Regions from separate parts of the Capra hircus genome. Here region 1 is linked to region 2. The links are chromatin contacts, called in public Hi-C maps. All regions are on one chromosome and are shown on one strand. The core of a region is the stretch at or near the end of the contact, and the rest is flanking DNA. Distances in the headings are between cores, read along the strand shown.

Evidence for each region. Hi-C and Micro-C count contacts between places; a contact is called where the count stands out from the background.
Region 1: a contact with region 2 is called in a Hi-C map of liver, with 6 times the contacts expected there. The contact joins the promoter of BCL2L1 here to the enhancer-like site in region 2. A contact is called at or near these places in 4 of 5 Hi-C or Micro-C datasets (blood and liver).

Annotation. Positions count from the first base shown.
Region 1 is chr13:60,580,784-60,584,126 of ARS1.2, forward strand. It overlaps BCL2L1 (bcl-2-like protein 1), which reads right to left and starts at 1,543. Exons shown (of 3, transcript XM_018057683.1): 1 at 1,439-1,543.
Region 2 is chr13:60,526,202-60,529,224 of ARS1.2, forward strand. BCL2L1 (bcl-2-like protein 1) reads right to left here. Exons shown (of 3, transcript XM_018057683.1): 3 at 2,647-3,023. Among named protein-coding and RNA genes, the nearest start is that of ID1, 37 kb to the left of the region's middle. Within about 2 kb of position 1,455, at least 3 of the 5 cell types and tissues checked have an H3K27ac peak or open chromatin away from gene starts, as enhancers often do.

The sequences.
Region 1 (3,343 bases), core at 293-2,792, 55 kb after region 2:
CCGCTCTTATGAAGATTTGGGTCTAGCTTCCCAGGTACTTCGATGAAGTCAATTTGAAAGCACCAGTGGGCTCTGAATCATCACACCGGCCTTTTTTTCCTCCCCTTTTATCCCAGCCACCCCCTTTTCTCTGAAATGTCTTCCTCGAAAAGTCACCCCCATGGGCAGTCTGCCCCCCACCCCCATAAACCCTCACCACCTACATTCAAATCCGTCTCAGGCGACGGCAGGCAGGTGCAGCCCCCGGAAGATCTTTTGTATCATAGGTGGGAGAGGAGGTGGCAGCGGGGATGCCGGTAAGTCAACCGGCCTCGCGGCGGCGGCTGGCAAAAAAAGCAGCTCCGGCTGGAGGGATCATGCGACCCGGCGGACTGAGAGCTCAGGAGGCGACACAGGAATTACGAAGCTCAAGAACCGGCCCCCTCGCTTGCTTCCTCCTCCATCGCCCCGATCGAGGGCGGCCGCTGCTGCGGCCTCCTGCCACCCGGGAGCCCAGCCCCCTCGCTCTTGCACGCCCCTTGGCTCTCCGCCTCCTACTGGGAGCTAGGAGAACTCTCTCGGAGGTGGCTGGTGTGAGCTTTAGTTTTTGTTTTTTTTTTTTTTTTTTCTATTTCAGTATCAGCCCGGGGTGAGGCTTCCCAAGAAACCTTGAAGGGACTTCTCGATGGGGCTCAAGGTTTCGATGAGAAACAGAGGGAGGGGAACACTGCCATGGATCTGCGGTCTGAGTTTGGAAAGGCCATCCCCGGGCCTTTCTGGGAGGCTGAAAGCAGGAGACCCCCCAGAAACGCCGCTGGCTTTCTTTGAATTCCCCAAAGGCCCTGGTCGTGGCGGTGGCAGTGGGGGATTGCCGGGTCCTCCATTCCCCGCACGGACACAATGGCCGCCGGCGCCCTGCACAAAGACCCGGCGAGGGTGAGGCGCCGAGCCTCTCCACCGGTCAGAGACAAGGGTCGAGGCCTGCTCGAGACCCCCCACAGCTGAGACTACGTTTTCCTGGGGACAGGCCCAGGCTGGCTTCTTGGCACCCCCGGGAGGGCTTAGGGGCCCGGGGTTGCACCTCTCTAGAGGCCGGGGTGGGTGGGCTGCGGCCTCGCGGCTTCCTCCGCGCGCTAGGCCGGGTACCCGCCTGGCCACCGCCCCGTTGCTAGGCAACCGCTCTCCCTCAGGGGCGCCCCCTAGACCTTTCTGGGAGGTGGGGTCTCGCCCCCGGCGGCCCGCCCCGGCGTAGCCAATCAATGAGCTCAGGTAGCACGGAAGCAGAACGGCGAGGGCTCCCATTGGGCGCAGCGCCTGCCACGCACAGGGGAGGCGGCGCTCTCACCTGCGAGCCCCGGGAGCCGTGGGGGGCCACATACCCCCTTCATCGGCCAGGTCGTTTCCGGGCGCGAGAGCTCTTCGCGGCCAAGTTCCGCGCCGCGGACCGGGGCCGGCCTACCTGGCTGACGGCTCGCGCTCTATCTTCCGAACGAGCCGGCCTCAGTTTCCCTGAAGAGACCGGGGGAACTTGCAAGCTCAGTCACTTCCGGTGCCGCGGCAGCGCGCGCGAGCCCGAGACGCAGAGGGAGTGCGCGCCTGGAGGACTGGCGTAAAGAACTGGGCGAGAGCGCCCCCTGGCGGTAGACCTGAAGATTCCGGACACACAAGGGAAACATCGTTTACATTCACATTTCCATTCATTCCTTTGGTCAGTTTAATCCACCGATCAGCTTGTATATCGAAAAAGAGTTGCCTTGTGGCTAAGAACCTAGTGTTTGGGATTCTAGTCTTGCCGATTTGGCAAGTTACTCAACTGCTGCGCGCATCAGTTACCCTTAACTCTAAAAAGAGTAAAAACCAGCCTCCCTCCTTGAGTTATTGTGGTGATTTTAGAGTTATCTGTGAAGTCCATAGTCTTTGCTGCATAAATACATTCAGCAAATATTTATTGTTTGGGTTGCTGAAAATAGAGTTAGGAACAAGACAAGACATGACCCATGTTTTCATAGAGACTAAAACCCTTGAGATGGAGAGAGACAGTAAATAACAGAAAACAAGGTGATTTCAAATAGTGACTATGGCTCTGAAGAAAACAAATCAGGGTATTGTCATAAAGAGGGTGAAGGAATAGGTGGTCCGTTAAAATGGATGCCCTCTCTGCCCAGTGAGGGAAACAGACATTTTTTTAAACTGTTTTTTAAATTGTTTGTATAGGGTGCCAGAGATGGCCTCTTTGAAGAAATGACATAGAATCCAAGACCAGAAGTGTAAGAATATGCCAACCTATTGAAAGTGTGTAGAGAACATCAACCTTAGCAGAGGAAATGGCTTGTACAACGCGTCCTGAGGCAGGAAGCTTCTGGCATGTCCCAGAAACTGAAGGAGAAGCACTGTGGCTGAGGGAGGGCAAATGCGGTGTGAGAGGATGTTGAGAAGTTGACCGTGGGAATGAGTTGGAATTCATTCTAAACATTGAAAAGTTTGATTTTGTGGTAATTTAGTTGATTAAAAATAGACTATTAAAAAGATACCAAAAAGCATAGAAAGTCCTCTTCCCACTCCTGCTTTCTAATCCCTGGTTCCCCTCACAGAGATCATCACAATTAATTAATTATTTTTTCTGCTGTGTGACATGTGGGATCTTAATTCCCCAACCAGGGGTTGAACCCATGCTCTGTGCAATGGGAGCATAGAGTCAACCGCTGGACCATCAGGCAAGTCTCAGAGATCATCACTCTTAAGCCTTTCTTCTGTAGTCTTTCAGAGATGGTCACTGTATTCACAAGGAAAAGTATATGTAAAAATGTTTTACACAACTGGTAACTTGCTATAAACACTTCTACATCTTGCTTTTTTTTGCTGAGCTCTATGTTTTCAGTCTGCCCTGATTTTTTGTATTATTTTTAAAATATTTAATTGATTTACTATGTTGTGTTAATTTCAGATGTACAGCAAAAAAAAAGTCAGTTATACATATATCCATTCTTTTTTGGATTCTTTTCCCGTATAACTCTCCCTTAATTTTTTAAATTAACACACAACTTCATAAAAATATGGGCTTCCCTGGTGACTCAGATGGTAAAGAATCCACCTGCAATGCAGAAGATCCAGGTTCGATCGCTGGGTAGGGAAGATTCCCTGGGGAAGGGAATGGCTACCGACTCCAATATTCTTGCCTGGAGAAGTCCATGGACAGTGAGCATGAGGTCGTGAAGAGTCGGACACGACTGAGTGACTAACACTTTATAAAGATATGCCGTAATTTACTTGCCCAATCCCCTATTTAGGGACAATTAGGTAGTTTCCAGTCTTATCTTATTATAAATAAAGCTATAACTTGTTCATTGGTTATTTTGCATATGTG
Region 2 (3,023 bases), core at 205-2,704:
CTGGTGGGCTACAGTCCATAGGGTCGCAAAGAGTCAGATAGGACTGAGTGACTTCACTTTCACTTTTCACACCATGTTTAAGGTTGGAATGACTGAGTTCAGGGTCTGGTTAAAACATTTGTGGAATATTATACAGCTAGAAAAAAGAATTAATCTGCCATGAGTTAATTGCTGAAGCTGTATAACAATCAAGGATTCATGTATAAACATGGAAACTTTTATAAGATAAACTAGGCAGAAAAAAAAACAGGCACAGTGTGTCTGTTACTCTTTGTGTAAAATAATGGATCAGAATATAGTTACATATTATGTGAAAGAATTGATGCTTTCAAATTGTGGTGCTGGAGAAGGCTCTTTTGAGAGTCCCTAGGACTGCAAGGAGATCAGTCAGTCCTAAAGGATATCAACCCTGAATATTCATTGGAAGGATTGTTGCTGAAGCTGAAGCTCCAATATTTTGGCCACCTGATGTGAAGAGGTGACTCACTGGGAAAGATGCTGGGAAAGATTGATGGCAAAACGAGAAGAGGGTGGCAGAGGATGAGATGGTTAGATAGCATCACTGACTCAAGGGACATGAATTTGAGCAAACTCTGGGAGATAGTGGAGGACAGAGGACCCTGGCATGCTACAGTTTATGGAGTTGCAAAGAGTTGAACACGACTTAGCAACTTTACAACAACAACAACAAAGCTATGTAAAAAGGCGTTTCTGGAAGAATCTCAAGAATCTGGAGAGGGGACTTGAGTGGTTAGGTTACCGGCCACGGGTATATCCTGGGCCTAAAGATATAGAAGCCTGGAGGCTTTGGAGAATGGTGACCCTGAGCCAGGAGCCGTGAAAAGCTATGAACTCGGCACCTAAAGGTTGGAGGTGTAGACGTCCTTCTGTGAACAGGGCAGAAGATGGGGACACAGGGGAAAGCTGGCCAGTCAGGAGACGACAGGTCCTCTGAAGCACTGGGAGCAGGCATCTGGGGTGGGAGTGGCTTTCAGGTGGAAACCCCTGGCCACCAGGGGGCAGTCAAGCTCGCTCTTGAAAGCACATGGGGAGGAGCACCCCCCCAGGCCCCAGCTGGAGCGCCCGCCTCCCTAGCTGGAGGGCCTGGCCCTGGAGTCGTGCTCCTTTTCCCAGACCCTTCCCGGATCTCCGGCCACAGCCAGTTGAACTCCCTGAGGAGCACCTCTTTCTTCTTTTTGAGGGTCTTCTTGATGGCAGGGTCATCGCTGCCCCCCCTCCCCCCAACTTCCAGTTCACCCAAGCTTTGTTGGGTTCTCTCATTCACTTTTGACCACTATCATTTGAGATGGGTACTGCAATCCTACCCATTTCACAGATGGAAAAGCTAGGACATAGGCTAGGTTACTTGAGCAAAGACCAGGAATGGCGACCCAGGATACACACCTGGCTGACCACCCTCAAAACTGGAGCATTAACCGAGCCATGGCTTCTCCACTCTGCTCTCCCTCCAGAGCCTTCTTCACATAGCAGCCAGAGGGCGCTTTGGGGTCTAAGTGGTATATCACTCCCTAACAACCTTCCTCTGGCTCTCACTGCCCTCAGGATCAAATCCAGTACCCCCATTTCACCTCTCCAACATCATACTGACCCAGGAGACCCCAGACACGCCAACTTTCCTTCAGCCTGAAGAAAATTCTTGCTCATCTTTGCATTTGCTTCTTCAGCAGGACCACTCTTCCTGCCTCGCCACTTCTTTTGGAGAACTCTTACAGACTCTTCAGGCTCTAGTTCTGATATCATTTCCTCCAGGGAGCCCTCCCTGACTCCCAGACAAGCTAAGGTTCCATATTAAATGCTGTTAGAGCACTCACTATGAACTTCTTGGCCTCAGATGGGTGCTTCACTTTGGGATTATAATGGTATCATTATTTCAAAACCTTGAATCACCCATGGTTCCTCTTTCTCTCTAGAGCTCTCTCCAATCCGTCAGCTGATCTTGTGGGATTATCTTTAAAATGTTATCTGACTCCTTATCTCCTTCTCCACTAGGGCTTTCATGTCTTGCCATGCTTCCTCAGAGTCATTCTGTTTCCACCTTTGCCCTGCAACAGAGCTGTCCTTATATTCATCTCCCTGTCTCCCTGACCAGAATGGAAGCTCCATAAAGGAAAGGGCTTCTCTGCAGAATTCCCAGTGCCTAGGGCTGGGATTGCCTGGTGCCTGAGACAGTAGAGAATCTGCCTACAATGCAGGAGACCTAGGTTCAATCCCTGGGTCAGGAAGATCCTCTGGAGAAGAGAATGGCAACCCACTCTAGTATTCTTGCCTGGAGAATTCCATGGACAAGGAGCCTGGCGGGTTACAGTCCATGAAGTTTGAGTAACACTTTCACTTTCGTTCAGGACTGTGCCTACACAGAGCCAAGTGGGCACTTGACTGTGCCTCCCCCTAGAATACCAACTTCTGAGGGCAGGGACTGTCTGTCATGTTCACACACAGTCAGTGCCCAGCACATAGCAGAGGCTCAAAGCAGACCCAGGGTCAGGTGGAGAAATTTAGGACCAGAGTGAGGAAGAAGGGACTTGTCCAAGGTTAGGGCAGCAGAGTCAGCACAGGTACCCGACTCTCCTGCGCCTCTTCTGCCAGCCCAGCGTCCCCTCCCGGAGTACACAGGAGCCCAGGTCCTTTGCTCACGAAGAACACATTTTATTACTGAACTGCACCTTCACTTTCACACAGACTATTTCAAAGAGCTGGAAAAAGTGTGGGGTGGGGGTTGGGGGAGGGACAGGTGCCTCTCAGGAGCCAGGACCCCCGGCTGGCTTCCCCAGACCAGGGCGGGGGGTGGGGTAGGGTGGGATGGGGGTGCAGGGAGCACCAGGCTGTTCGATCTCCGGGCACCAGCTCTCCACGTGCACACGCACTGCAAGCCAGCACCTCCTCACACATAAATACAGACACGCTTAACAAAAATAGTATATCATCTTCACAAGGAATAAAAACTAGTTTCAAATATGTACAGCAGAGAGCCCGGGGTGGCCGGGGCTAGGCCTGGACCCCCA